3 separate regions of the Mus musculus genome follow, and regions 1 and 3 are each linked to region 2. The links are chromatin contacts, called in public HiChIP or PLAC-seq maps. All regions are on one chromosome and are shown on one strand. The core of a region is the stretch at or near the end of the contact, and the rest is flanking DNA. Distances in the headings are between cores, read along the strand shown. Region 1 has its middle 27 kb from the start of 4833407H14Rik. Region 2 overlaps Rbm20 (RNA binding motif protein 20). Region 3 has its middle 21 kb from the start of Smndc1.

Evidence for each region. HiChIP or PLAC-seq counts read pairs in DNA pulled down with a chosen protein or histone mark.
Region 1: a FOXA1 HiChIP or PLAC-seq map of pancreatic cancer cells shows a contact between it and region 2. The contact joins two enhancer-like sites. A contact is called at or near these places in 3 of 115 datasets of contacts at active chromatin or transcription factors (pancreatic cancer cells, stem cell-derived neural progenitor cells and trophoblast stem cells).
Region 3: a contact with region 2 is called in an H3K27ac HiChIP or PLAC-seq map of epiblast stem cells. The contact joins two enhancer-like sites. A contact is called at or near these places in 6 of 484 Hi-C or Micro-C datasets (embryonic fibroblasts, embryonic stem cells, muscle stem cells and 2 more), 7 of 115 datasets of contacts at active chromatin or transcription factors (embryonic stem cells, epiblast stem cells, pancreatic cancer cells and 2 more) and 1 of 9 other capture datasets (embryonic stem cells).

What each region holds. Positions count from the first base shown.
Region 1 is chr19:53,432,099-53,436,107 of GRCm38.p6, forward strand. No RefSeq gene overlaps it. Among named protein-coding and RNA genes, the nearest start is that of 4833407H14Rik, 27 kb to the right of the region's middle. Within about 2 kb of position 2,108, at least 99 of the 459 cell types and tissues checked have an H3K27ac peak or open chromatin away from gene starts, as enhancers often do. A contact at or near this core is called in pancreatic cancer cells and trophoblast stem cells, where this site is marked.
Region 2 is chr19:53,729,168-53,733,688 of GRCm38.p6, forward strand. The region is part of intron 1 of Rbm20 (RNA binding motif protein 20); the gene reads left to right. Among named protein-coding and RNA genes, the nearest start is that of Gm30943, 23 kb to the right of the region's middle. Within about 2 kb of position 2,869, at least 99 of the 459 cell types and tissues checked have an H3K27ac peak or open chromatin away from gene starts, as enhancers often do. A contact at or near this core is called in embryonic fibroblasts, epiblast stem cells, muscle stem cells and 2 more, where this site is marked.
Region 3 is chr19:53,409,654-53,413,874 of GRCm38.p6, forward strand. No RefSeq gene overlaps it. Among named protein-coding and RNA genes, the nearest start is that of Smndc1, 21 kb to the left of the region's middle. RefSeq lists an enhancer at 1,382-3,816. Within about 2 kb of position 2,693, at least 140 of the 459 cell types and tissues checked have an H3K27ac peak or open chromatin away from gene starts, as enhancers often do. A contact at or near this core is called in embryonic fibroblasts, epiblast stem cells, muscle stem cells and 2 more, where this site is marked.

The DNA.
Region 1 (4,009 bases), core at 858-3,357, 300 kb before region 2:
AGCTTCTGCTGGTCCCCAGGATGAGGTGGGGCCAGTCCTGGCAGGAACACTGCCCCACACCTCGTGTTAGGACTGTCAGTGGACCAGGGGACCTAGATGGCTTAGGCTACGAAGGGGAAGCTGACTGGCTGGGCCCTGTCTAACAGACAGACAGACAGTGAGGACAATACCAGGGGCTGGAAAGGACTCACCAAAGGATATAGACTTGATTCTCTTCCTTAGTGTATTTTCCCAGCTGCCTAGGACCTTCTGCTCTCATGTCTCAGCTGTCCCTTGTCACCACACAGTAGATACTGACACAGGCAGGAGACTCCAGGTTTATTTGCATAAGAATGACCTAGAAAGACTGGAAAGCTTGCTGGTGGCAGCTTCTTGGTCCCACTCTTTGAGGTTCTGATTTGGTGAGTTTGAGCAGGACCCTAGACAGAGTGTTTTGGTCAGTCCTGGGAGATTCCCACACGGGTGGTTTCTAGACCTCACTGTGAGTGAGAATCTTGCGTTCGTGGCTCAGGGTGTAGACTTCTGAAGTCAGACCAGAATCCAAACCCTATCTCTGACACTCCCTAACCCTGCTTTCCTCATCTGCAAAATGAGGCCATCATCTTCCTCCTGCTCTAAGGATTAAATGAGATCCAGGCAAAGGCCAGACTGCCTGAGATTCATTGTGCCTTTCATAAGACTTGGCTATTATTGCTGGTAGAAACCGTTACCTCTGCTAGCTCCTGCTAGCTCCTCCTAGCTCCTCCTTCCAGCCCTGGCTAGCCCCTGCTTCCAGCTCCTGTTAGCCCCTGTTAGCCTCTGCTAGCCCCTCCAAGCCCCTCCCATGTACACAGGAACTCAGTGGGCAATGAGAGGCATATTTGGTTTTGATTCAAAATTGTCTTCGCACGTGCTAGGCAAATGCTCTGTCACCAAGTCACACCTTCATCTCCCCCTTTAAACGTAACTCTGTTAGAACCGCTACCGGGAACTGAACCTGGGACCTTGTGAATGTTGGTTAGCATTCTGCTGCCAAGCCTCGAGTTTGCAATCCTTCCTTCCTTCCTCACTGAGGCCTCTGATTCAGACCACTGAGGTTGATCTAATTTCCCTTTGGATGGCAAAGCATCTTTACTGCTCTATTTTTCTTGTAGATTCAAATAGAAATTAAATCACTTATTAGCCCATTTCCACAAGAAAGAAGATAAAACACTGTCTCCTGCCCAGCCAGGACTGGGCACTGGGAAAGTCTCTGATGGGCCCAAATCTTATTTAGCATTGAAAGAAAACCAGAAGTCCACTGATTACTGGACCCATCATTTATCTTGGAATTTGATGGGACTGAGGGCTGGGCAGAGTTGGCATATGTCAGGAGCCTGGTACGAAGAAGAGGCCCCTCTTAGAGCAGCTTGCAGCCCAGTCCTTCCTAGTCTGGGTTCTCTGGGCCTGTCCTTATGCAAATGGAAGCCCTGGGCAGCAGATCTACCCTGTCTCTGGCCCTCAGCTCTTCTTAATCCTCTCTGAGCTCTTGGTGTCCTTGACTGTGAAATGGGCTGCTTCTCTGGGTTCTGGTGGGGAGCAACCCTAAAATCTCAACGGTGCATGCTGACCCGAGAGCTGTCTTTGTGAGGGACAGGTGTGCCACAATGTCTGCCACATTTCTCTTGGGCTCCACTTCAACATTTATTCATTGTAGACTAATTTATTTCTGTGTGAGGAGAAATGAAGAGGCCAACACTTGAGAAACAAACAGTCACGAAGAGCCTCAGGTTTCCAGCATTTTGTGTCACGTGCGGAAAGGCCCTGAAGGAGCGAAGAACTCCGGGTCACTCGTGAATGGCATTTGCTGTAGAAGAAAGTATTTCTCCTTAGAAGAAAGGCTGTGTGAAGGGCCTTCTTCTGTCCTCCCTCCAGGTCTCAGGGAAGTGACACAGAGCAGTTCTCAGGAGAGTCCAGGGCTGTGTCATCACTGGCAGACCTCTGGGCTGACTCAGACCCATGGGGCAGGAGCAGTCCCCTGAGAAGCTAGCTGCCCTTTCAGAGAAAACTCCCCCGTGGGCGTGAGGAGAGCCAAGTGGTGTGAAGGGGAAATAGAAACTAACTTGACTTTTACCTAGAAACCCCGGTCCTCTGCCTGGTTGTTTGTTACCCATAAGCTCTCGAAACTCTCTGATTCTCTCGAAACTCCTGCTTCTCTGCCTTATTTGTTACCAGTCATCTCTCCAGGCTAGAGTCACCTTGAGTCTTCTGTCACTCCTCTGTGCACATAAAAACACACAGAGGAAGTGGGTGGGTGGATGATGATGGATGAATGGGTGGATGGACAAATGGACAGACGAACTGACGGACGGATGGACAGGTAAAGGAGTCTGCTGTCTCTCAGGAAGGAGATCCTCAGAGACTCCTACAGCTGACAGGGACAGAACTTTCTAATGGAAGCAGGAGGAGGGGACAAGTGGCTCCAGGAATGCCCGGCCATGCCTTTGGGTTGCACCAGGCCCTACAGCAGGGGCACAGGAGAGCCTAATTCTCTCCTTAGGAGAGTGTAAAGGGAAAGATAGAACCGATCTGGAGTTCCAGGGGCAGATCCATTCTCCCAAGACCTGGAAGCTATCCCAAGACTCCCGCCTCCAAGAGGCCCCTCCTTCACACACACACCCCACCACCACAGCCACCTGCTAATGCACCATGAAGGTGCCTCCCCTTAGGAGGGGGTCTCCAGGGAACAGGACATTCCATACATGTTCAACCCCATGCCCTGATGGTGTTTATTAAAGATAGCACTGAGAAACCAGGTTTAACATTTTATTTATTTATTTATCTATATACTGATGCATGCATGCTGTGGCTGGTAAGTAGAAGTTAGTTCTCCTTTCACCACTGGCTCCAGGGATCAAACTCAGGTTGCCAGGCCTTTACCTGCTGAGTCACCTCACCTGCCCAGAGCCAGGGCCATATTTTTAAGTTTCCTGTTTTGTATCCATAGAATGTTATAAATTAATGGGGCAGGAAGAGTCACTGGAGAGTTTGTTATCAGTGCAGGTCACTGGTTGAGTGAGATGACCTCATTCAAAGAACAGGTGAGAGATTTTCCAAGGAGGTAGGAGGATCGGGGTTGTTGACCTGGTGTGGGAGGTCCCCTCTCTCTACTGATAACCGGGCTTCTATGTTCAAGCTCCCAGAGCGAGTGAGCCATCTACTTACACCCCTCCCCCTCAAGCCCACTGCCCCTGCTATGACCTAGTGTCTGAGCGGGAACACAAATAACCCTTGCTTCCCTAAGGACAGGTGTCAACCGTCATCCCACACATGTTGGGTCGTGTCCTTTTCACAGTAGCATGCTACCTTTATTTTGTACATAAGGAAAGTGTGACGTAAAGATCCAAAGAAAGCAGCTCAAGATCGAGAAGCTATCGGGTGGTATCTAGGCTCTAAGATCCCAGAACAGCAAGTTCATGTGTCCAGCAGGTCTGAGGGCCTGTGTGGCAAGAGGCACTCACATGACTGGAGTGGGCACGAGACATGAAGCCCTGGCACACCAAAAGCAGCCATGGTAAGAACACCAGTGGTATTTGGTGAGCTCTGGGTTAGTCCTCAGCCTCCTGCTTTACCTGTAGTGCTCTTTTCCACCAACACTGTGACAGTGTAGGCACTACCGATACCATCATTGAGAAGAGCACCCATTCATCCATCCATGACAGACAGTTTTGTCAACTTGACACAACAAAGAATAACCAGGGAAAAGAGTTTCAAGGAGGGGTTGTCTTCACTGGGTTGACCTGTGGGCATGGCTATGGTGGGCTGTTTTCATTAAGTTAATTGATATGGGAAGACCCAGCCTACTGTGGGAGGCATCATTCCCTAGGCAGGTGCTCTGAGATGCATAAGAGTGAAGAAACTGAGTGCAAGCAAGCAGCATGAATGCATGTATTCTCTCCCTGCTATTGACTGTAGATATGGTATGACTAGTTTTTTGAAGAACTTGCCTTGACTTCCTCCCTAGTGGTAGACCTTAACCTGGAACTGAAAG
Region 2 (4,521 bases), core at 1,619-4,118:
AAAAAAAAAATTCCGTTTTTAATTTCAATTTTTGTGTTTTCAAAATGCGTATCAGGTATTTCTGCATGTGTGTCCATACCTGGTGTCCACCGAGACCAGAAGAGAACGTCAGATCCCCAGGACTTGGCGTTTCAGACTGTTGTGAAGGGTGATGGGAATTGAACCTGGGTCCTGTCAAAGAGTAGTTAGTGCTCTTCACCACTGAGCCATACCTCCAGCCCCAAAGGTCTATTTTTTTTTTAAACTAGAGATTGCGTGGCCTCTGGGAAGCTCTTGCTTTTTATTTCTTAAATTCATTTCCTGATGCTCCACACAGCTCTGAGCATGCAGCAGGCCCCAGTCATCACAGGCCATGGACCTGGAGTAAGGAGGCTTCAGGGGAGGCCAGCGGAGGGTAGTCAGAGTCAGAGGAGTCCCAGCCCCTTCCTGCCAGGTGCCCTCCACAGGGGGCCGATGGGAAGCCCGCGTGTCCCCGAGAACCTAGTATCCCTACAAGAGAGCTGATACCCTACGAGGAAGGCACTGACACACGCTTGTCCGGCCACAGGCATCCCAGACAGTGTCACCTAAGGTGCCACCAGAGTTCTCCTCTTTCAGCCTGACAGAGCACCCCTGTCAGGGGATGGCAGGGGAAGGGTCACCGAAGGCATCTCGGAGCTGGGAAAGGAAGGTGTCATTTTGATGGCCATTCCCCTCAGCCTTCTGCCATGCCCCATTGAGAGCCTTGGGCACCTAGCTCCGTCCCACTTTTAGCTTCTGACGCAGTGACACTGATTGCTAAAAGCAACTCGGTTACAAATAACACCACCATGCCTTGTAACACAGCCTCCTCCAAAAGCGCTGCAGACGCTGGCCAAGGCTGCTGACCTTTCCTTGGTAAACCTCTGTTCGCAGAGCAGCCAGCCAGATCACTGCCCTGCAGGTGGGGCAGCAGAGAGCCACCTCATCGGCTGGGGTTCTGTTAGATGTCACTCCGTGTGCAGGGTTCCAAGAATGACTTGGCGTCTTGACAGGGAACATGATAGAATGTCAGGACCTAAGCTAATGCAAAATATGTCTTGCCCAGCCAAGTCATGCACAGGCAATGCTAAGAAGCCATCGGTCCTTCACCATGCACCATGTGGCAGGGGGGCTCACGGATGAGCCCAGTGATGATGGAGATATAGCACACAGTGGCTTCTGGTGCAGAATGTGGGATTCGGAAAAGCAGGAGGGCCTCTCTTTTCAAAAGGCACATTTAAAAAACACCCGCTTCCCGTTCCTCTTCCCCTTCTGACCCCTCCACCCATTTTGTTCCTTCTTCTTTTCTCCTACCTTACTGGGTTTATCTGGTTCATGGTGGGTCATCAACACCAGACTCCAGGTGACAAGCTTGTCTAGGTTTACAGGAGCTACACTCCCCCACCCCCAAGTCTCCCCTGTAGATAAGAACCGGATAGGAACAGTAGGTTTCATGCAAGTGTCTGCCTCGGGCAAGTTAGGTGGACATTAGCAACTATAAAATGATTCTTCAGAGTCCACTATGGGGGAGCTGAATGGATTAACATGAAGATGTGTTTAGCTGCCATCAGAAAACTGGCAGTCTGTGGATTAGAGGGATGTCTGACATTTACTTAATGGGATGACTGGAGGCAGATGCCCCTGGCTTGGTTTGTAGGCTCCACAATGTCTAAGGGGCTCAGAGACTGTCTACCTTTGGTTTTCATGCCTGGAGCCTTTTCTTCACAGACAGTGAGTGACACGGGGCCTGAGGGCGCAGAGACATCAGAAACCAAAGCAAGAAATAAGTTGGGATTGCTCCTTCCGGTAGGCAACAAAAATTCTACCTACTCTGGGGGTGAATGTTTTCAGACCTGTGGCAAGGACTCTGTTTCATTTTGTGTGTGTGTGTGTGTGTGTGTGTGTGTGTGTGCGCGCGTGCGTGCGTGCTTGTGCGTGCAACACCGTGTGTATAGATAGAAGTTAGAGGAGAAGTTTGAAGACTGGGTTCTCTCATTTTACCATGAGGGTTTCAGGGACAGAAGTCAGGTTATCAAGTTTGGTGGCAAGTGACCTCTCACCAGTCCAGAAAATGTCCTTTCTCGACAAAACCCATTGCGGAGACCTGAATTATTTGGGGCTATGATATGGTGAATTGAGACTCCTGTTTCCTTCTCGCTACTTCCGACTGAACCCCGAAAGGTGTCTTCTCACAGCCACAGGCTATGGAGAATTCTTTCCTACAACCTTTCTCCAGCACAGAGTTCCCAGGTAGACTTAATTTTCCTCAACTGCCCAGGCAGGATTCCACTGAGAACTCTACAGGTTATTTCCATGGAAACCAGTGAAGACAGACTCTCCAAACATACCACTGGCGCCTTGTATCAGCCTGGACCATAAGTGATGTGCTGGTCCCATCAATTACTCAGTGGGAACAGTGGGAACCGGGGCTCTCAGTATTAGGACTAAGGCACAGTGTCCCTCTGCTTGGACGTGTTCTGTCCTTTGAATGGTTGATTCTAGGCCTCCTTGGTCCTGTTTTGGGAAATGATTTTTTTTTCTTCCATATTTGCGTGTGCGTGTCCACACACAGGCCTACACACACACACACACACACACACACACACACACACACACACACTGGTGCCGCCCCACTTCAGCGGGAAAGGGAGGCAGTGATTTCATGACAGCTGTCTTTTTGATGAATGTCCTCCTGCCCATGTACACAGGCCATGACATTCCTGCCTTCCCTATTGATAATCTGAAAATCTTGTGAGTCAGGCTGCCTCACCACAGGCCTATCCTGGAATGCCACCGCAGCTCTGGGTTCAGTCTCCAGAGCCCGCGTCAGCAAGGCAAACATTTGCAAGAGCCTGCGGGATTGAGGCTGCTAAGGCAGATGGAATTTACCCCTGGGAGAGAAGAGGTCCCAGGCCTACGGAGTCAAAGAGCTGCAGGCCTGGGGCGTCTGTACTAAGCATGATGCAATTATGTGGTTTTGTTTCAGCCAGCCTCAGCCTTCCCTCCTATCCATCCCCAGACACATTTGCTTTTTGTGGCTCCTTAGCCCTTCCCTCTGAAGCGTGCCCCTAAGCGTGTCTAGCTCTTCCCTCTGGTTTCCAATCTCTGTTAAAGTGCTCAAAGGATTCATCTCCCACTGACTGGGAGGTTTTCCCCTGAGAATCTAGTCATTGTGGTTGCTTCCCTTAAAGCTGGGAGCATGGAGGGTTTTCAGTTGCCTTTGTCTATTGTGGGAAGGATTTGTCTTGTTGTTCTCCTAAGCATGCTTATCCATCTGTCCATCTTCAAGGTGAGCTGGAGACCTCACAGGAGGGAGAGTTCAAGGACCCAGCTCCCTGTGTCGGGATCCCATCATCCCTTCACCGTCGACCCTTGGTGTGGGCGGGCGGCAGTGTCCTGGCTGGTTTTGTGTCAACTTGACACAGCTGGAGCTATCACAGAGAAAGGAGCTTCAGTTGAGGAAATGCCTCCATGAGATCCAACTGTAAGGCATTTTCTCAATTAGTGATCAAGTGGGTAAGGCCCCTTGTGGGTGGGACCAGCTCTGGGCTGGTAGTCTTGGTTCTATAAGAGAGCAGGCTGAGCAAGCCAGGGGAAGCAAGCCAGTAAAGAACATCCCTCCATGGCCTCTGCATCAGCTCCTGCTTCCTGACCTGCTTGAGTTCTAGTCCTGACTTCCTTTGGTGATGAACAGCAGTATGGAAATGTAAGCCGAATAAACCCTTTCCTCCCCAACTTGCTTCTTGGTCATGATGTTTGTGTAGGAATAGAAACCCTGACCAAGACAGGCAGAAAGAGCAGTAACAGTACACACCCCGGATGGTGTTAGCAAGCAGTAAGTCAGCACTTAAGCACTTAACATGGTTCCTGGCATTAGTAAGCATCATGAAAGAGTTGTTTAATAAATAAATCTTGGGCCAGCAATGTAGCCCAGTGAGTAGAGTAATTGCTTACTATCTACGAAGCTCCGGCTGTGGACTCACTGTTGCTGTGGACTCACTGTTGCATGCCTGTAACCCTGCCTTGGCGAGGAGGAAGCAGAGGATCATGTGTGAGGTCGTCCTAAGCCTCAAAACAAGTTGGAGGCTAGCCTGGGCTACAGAGATCCTGTCTCAAAAATAATCTTAGGAGTTTGAGATAATTTGTTGTTGTTTTTGGCTTAGTTCTTAAGGTCTAATTGTATTTTGTTGTTGTTGAGGTAGTTGTATATTGACGTTATATAGAGTTCTGATGTATATATATCATTTATACAGCCCCTCCCCATGATGGCTTATTGCAAAGCTGAAGTATAGCATTACAAGATCAGCACATGTATAATCTGCTCACCCTACTCCAGGACCACACACATTTGTTTGTGCATTTGTATTTAGTCCTGTATACTTTTATCACATGTGTGGGTTCGTGTTTCCCCTCTCCATTCAAGATGCTTCCCATTTCTGTATCACTAGAGTCCACCCCTGTCACCCTTCTGTAACCGTGGGCACCTCTCTCCACCCCGCAACCAAGTCCCTGACAATGATT
Region 3 (4,221 bases), core at 1,443-3,942, 320 kb before region 2:
CTGAACTGTCCCCAAGCCAACCTGCTTGGTGCTCCGCCCACAAGATGCCATCTTAGTGCCCCGCCCACTCCAAGATGCTTAGTGTCCACTTTAATATGTTTCATGAAAAATAGTGTGTTTTGAATTTTAAGTTTTTATTACACTTTAGTGTGTGTGTGTCCTTGTGCCACGGTGCACGTGGAGACCAGAGGATAGCTGGCTATCTCTTTCTGCGATGTGGGTCCTGGGGATCACACTCAGGCTGCCAGGCTGGGCAGTGGGCCCTTTTTACCTGATGAGCCATCTCACTAGCCTAAAGTTCATTTTTCAGATTTGAGGAGCAGTGAAGCAGATGAACTGGCCGTTTGTGGAAAGCACGGGGGGGGGGGGGGAACAAGCTAAACCAACCTGTGGTCCCGGGACAGTGGCTGCCTGGGAGGGGCTCTCCCGGAAGCTGGGAGGGGAGCGCCCGGGGCCGCGTGGGAGGCTGCAGATGAGCTGTCCCTTGACTTGGCTTGAGATAACTTGTGTATGCTCAAGTAAAGATGATTTCTCTGCTCATACACCTCGGATGTGTACACTTTTCTGTGCATCCTTTAGCTGAAAACAGAATTATTAAGGAGCCAGAAAGCCCGAGCTTCACTTCCAGCACGGAAGGCGACTAGCTGTTTGATTCTAGGCAAGTTGCTTAGCATTGCCAGCCCCCAGCCCTTCCTCTCCCGACCCACAGTGGTCTCTCCTATGTGTGCTGCTGAAGCCCAGCTGAAACTTACCCTGACCTTGGCAGAATCCGGAGCTGACATTTCTGCGGTCCGGCTTGTCACCAAGGCAGCTGTGAAGTTAACGACAGGGGGAACGGAAAGCTGGTGATAATTAGGCATTTGGATGTTCAAGCATTGTTGTTATTCTGGTTTAAAAAAAAAATCAATTAGCTGAATAAGAAAGTGCCGTTGAGACAACATTTAATTTTCTCCCAGTGTAGCTCCAGCTGGATAGATCAAGTCCAGAAGGTGAGAAGGTGTTTCTGGTATCACAGAACTTAAAGGAGACTTTTAGCTGACTAGGGGTTTTGAGAGAGTTTGCTTTGTTTTTTGCTTTTAATTTTAATTTTTTTATTACACTTTAGAATGTGTGTCCTTGTGCCTTGGCTAGGGATATATCTTGTTTGGTAGAGTGTTTGCCTGGCAAGGTTGAAGCCCTGGGTTCCATCTCCAACACTTATAAATCAAGCAAGGGTGTGGAATCCCCTGAGACCCCAGCTTTTGAGAGGGGGAGGGTTGGAAGTCGGAGATCATAGGGTTGGAAGTCGGAGATCATCCGTGGCCACATAAGGAGGTTGAGGGCAGCCTGGCCTACAGACCCCATTCTTTTGTTGTTTTTGTTTGTTTTGTTTTTGTGTGTGGTGGTGGGGTTGTAGAGACAGGGTTTCTCTGTGTAGCCCTGGCTGTCCTAGAACTCACTCTGTAAACCAGGCTAGCTTCAAACTCAGAGATCCATCTGCCTCTGCCTTCTGAGTGCTGGGATTAATGACCCCCAGCTCAGACCCTGTTTTAGAAACAAAATATCCAAATAAAAACAAGTTTCTGTGGGGGGGGGGGGGGGACCACGACGGGACAGGACGGACATTCACCCACTGGGTATATGTGGATGCCAGAGGTCTTACACTGGAATGGCTTCTTCAAGACCTTCTCTCCCTTTATTTTCTGATACTGAATCTCATTAAACCCGGAGCTTTGTTGCTTTAGTAAGACTGGCTTGCTGGCTCCCCTGGGGCTGTGCCTGCCTCTGCCCTCCCCACCCAACACTGGAGTGACAGAGCTCTCAGACCTTATGTGGAAGCCAGGGTTCCAAACTAATAGCCAACGCTTTCCCTACTGACCCATATCACGACACCCCAACCCCAAGTTTCCTGGGGGTGGGTAGGGGTGTGAGCACACAGGGCAAGCATTTATTCTCTGTGCTTTCTGTCATCTCGCCAATAGTGACTGCAAACTCTTCTCTTCCTTGTTGATAGTCACAAAAAACGTCTTGAGGAAGCCTGGGCTCATCCATCTGTCAGGAGTACCGGCTCGGGAATGAAGCTTTGATGGTCTGTAGAGCCAAGCAAAGGAAGCAACAGCACTTTGCTTGATCATTATTCAAACACTCGAATATAACCAAGCGGATGTTCTCATGAGGCTGTGCATCCATGTTCTCTGTGTGTGGATAACATAACAGCAACGGGAAATGTTCCACCCTGTGCCTGGCATGTAACAGGAACTCGACAAATATTAGTTGTTTCTAGTTGGGTGAAAAGGTGGTCTTTACAGCTATGAGAAGGGGCCAGGCCAGGTGAGGCAGCAGACCGTAGGTTTAATTGTGCCCTTCAGGGGGCCTTTGAGATTTCCCACAGCTAAGGACTCTTGACCATTCTGACTTCCAGGAGGCCTTTTAGCCTTCTCTGTGTGTGGGGGTGGGCTTTCTATCCTTGCCTGGGTTCTCAGAATCATAAATAGCCTCAGTAGAGGGAGTCCGGGGTTCTGAGTCTGCCTGTGCTAATGGATGGTCACCACACCCCCTGCCACCACAGCTGGTGACAAGGCCTTCAGCATAATGGAAGGCATTTGGGGATCTATTTTTTTCCTCTTCAGGCAGAGAGCATTACTCACCTAGGGCTGTGTGTCACAAGGAAAGAGAGCAGAAAACACAATAAACCCCGCTAAGGATGAGTCAAATTTCAATAGAGGCTCAGTTCCAAGGCAGGAGGCGGGCTGTTTCTTCTGCATTCCTGAGATTCAGATTGCAAGGAGTCCTGAACTCCCTGCTCCCTCTCCGCAGGAAGAATGCAATGGAACAACCGTGCTCCATTGTGCTATTTCTAGGTTAGAGAAACAGGGGAAAGATTGTGTGGAGAGCTGGTTTCTTAAAGTCCCGGAGGCTGGTTGGGGACCACCACGGGGAGCCAGGCCTTACCTTCCCAACCCCTTCCCCCACACCCCAGCTCTTTGTCCTTTTCTTTCTGTGGTGCCTTTCTGTGTTTTTTTTCAGCTGGCTGTAAGTCTGAGTGTGGGAAACAGCCCTGTTCTCCATCATTTCACTGTCTAAGGCCCTCCCTAGTAAGCAAACAGGGGGGGCAGGTCCCTTTCTCCAGGGTCAGAGGCCACCACTGGGCTCTGACCAACCTGAAAAGCTTTCTTCTTAAGGTGGCATGAGATTCCCCCCCCCCCCCCAGGAAGTGCCAAGAAACAATTTTATGATGACCTAGAGTCTAATTTTACACGTTCACATCCTTTCTTTTTTCAGTAAAAGGAAGAGGCGAAGGCAGGTGGCTCTCTGTGTATTCCAGGGTAGCCTGATCTACATAACAACCTACAATCCAACCAGGGCTACATAGTGAGTCTCAACCACCACCACCACCACCACCACCACCACCACCACCACCACCACCACCTCCAAACCAACACGGAAAGCTCTAAAGGAGGTTGGGGTTAAGTTCAATGTAGACAGACACTGTTAAATTCTCTCCAGATTAAGTTCAGAGATAGACAACGTATGCCATCACTGAATTAGCCCTTCTCTGTCTTCCACGAAGCTTCTTTTGAGCATCTCGACAGGCCATTGGGACAAACACCACAGAATATACACATTTTGACAGAAATGGCATACCTGAGGCCAGTGGTCCCTAAATTTGGATGGATACGACAGGCACGGGGAACTTGGGGTAATAAGTTCTTTCTGTATTGTAAGGAATTTCTCGGTTCCTAGGCGTTACATAGAAATCTCCCCAAGTGGCTCTGATGGCCACTGGCTTTGGAGCTATGACATAGGGCTATGGTTTGAAAGGAGGCGATCACATGCCAGCTACTATTTACTGGGCATTCGTTTGTTTATTTTTTTTTTAAAGATTTATTTATTGATTATATGTAAGTACACTGTAGCTGTCTTCAGACATTCCAGAAGAGGGAGTCAGATCTCGTTACGGATGGTTGTGAGCCACCATGTGGTTGCTGGGATTTGAACTCCGGACCTTCGGAAGAGCAGCCGGGTGCTCTTACCCACTGAGCCATCTCACCAGCCCTGTTTATTTTTTTTAACTGGCTGATTAAGAGCCTGTCTCACGAAAACAAAACAAAGGTTGCTAAATTTATGGTCTAGAGGCTCGTTGGTTAAATATGTGCCACACTTGTAGAAGACCAGAGTTTAACTCATAACAGCCTGTAAGTCCAGCTCCAAGGGATCTATCTCTCTCATACCTGATTCTAG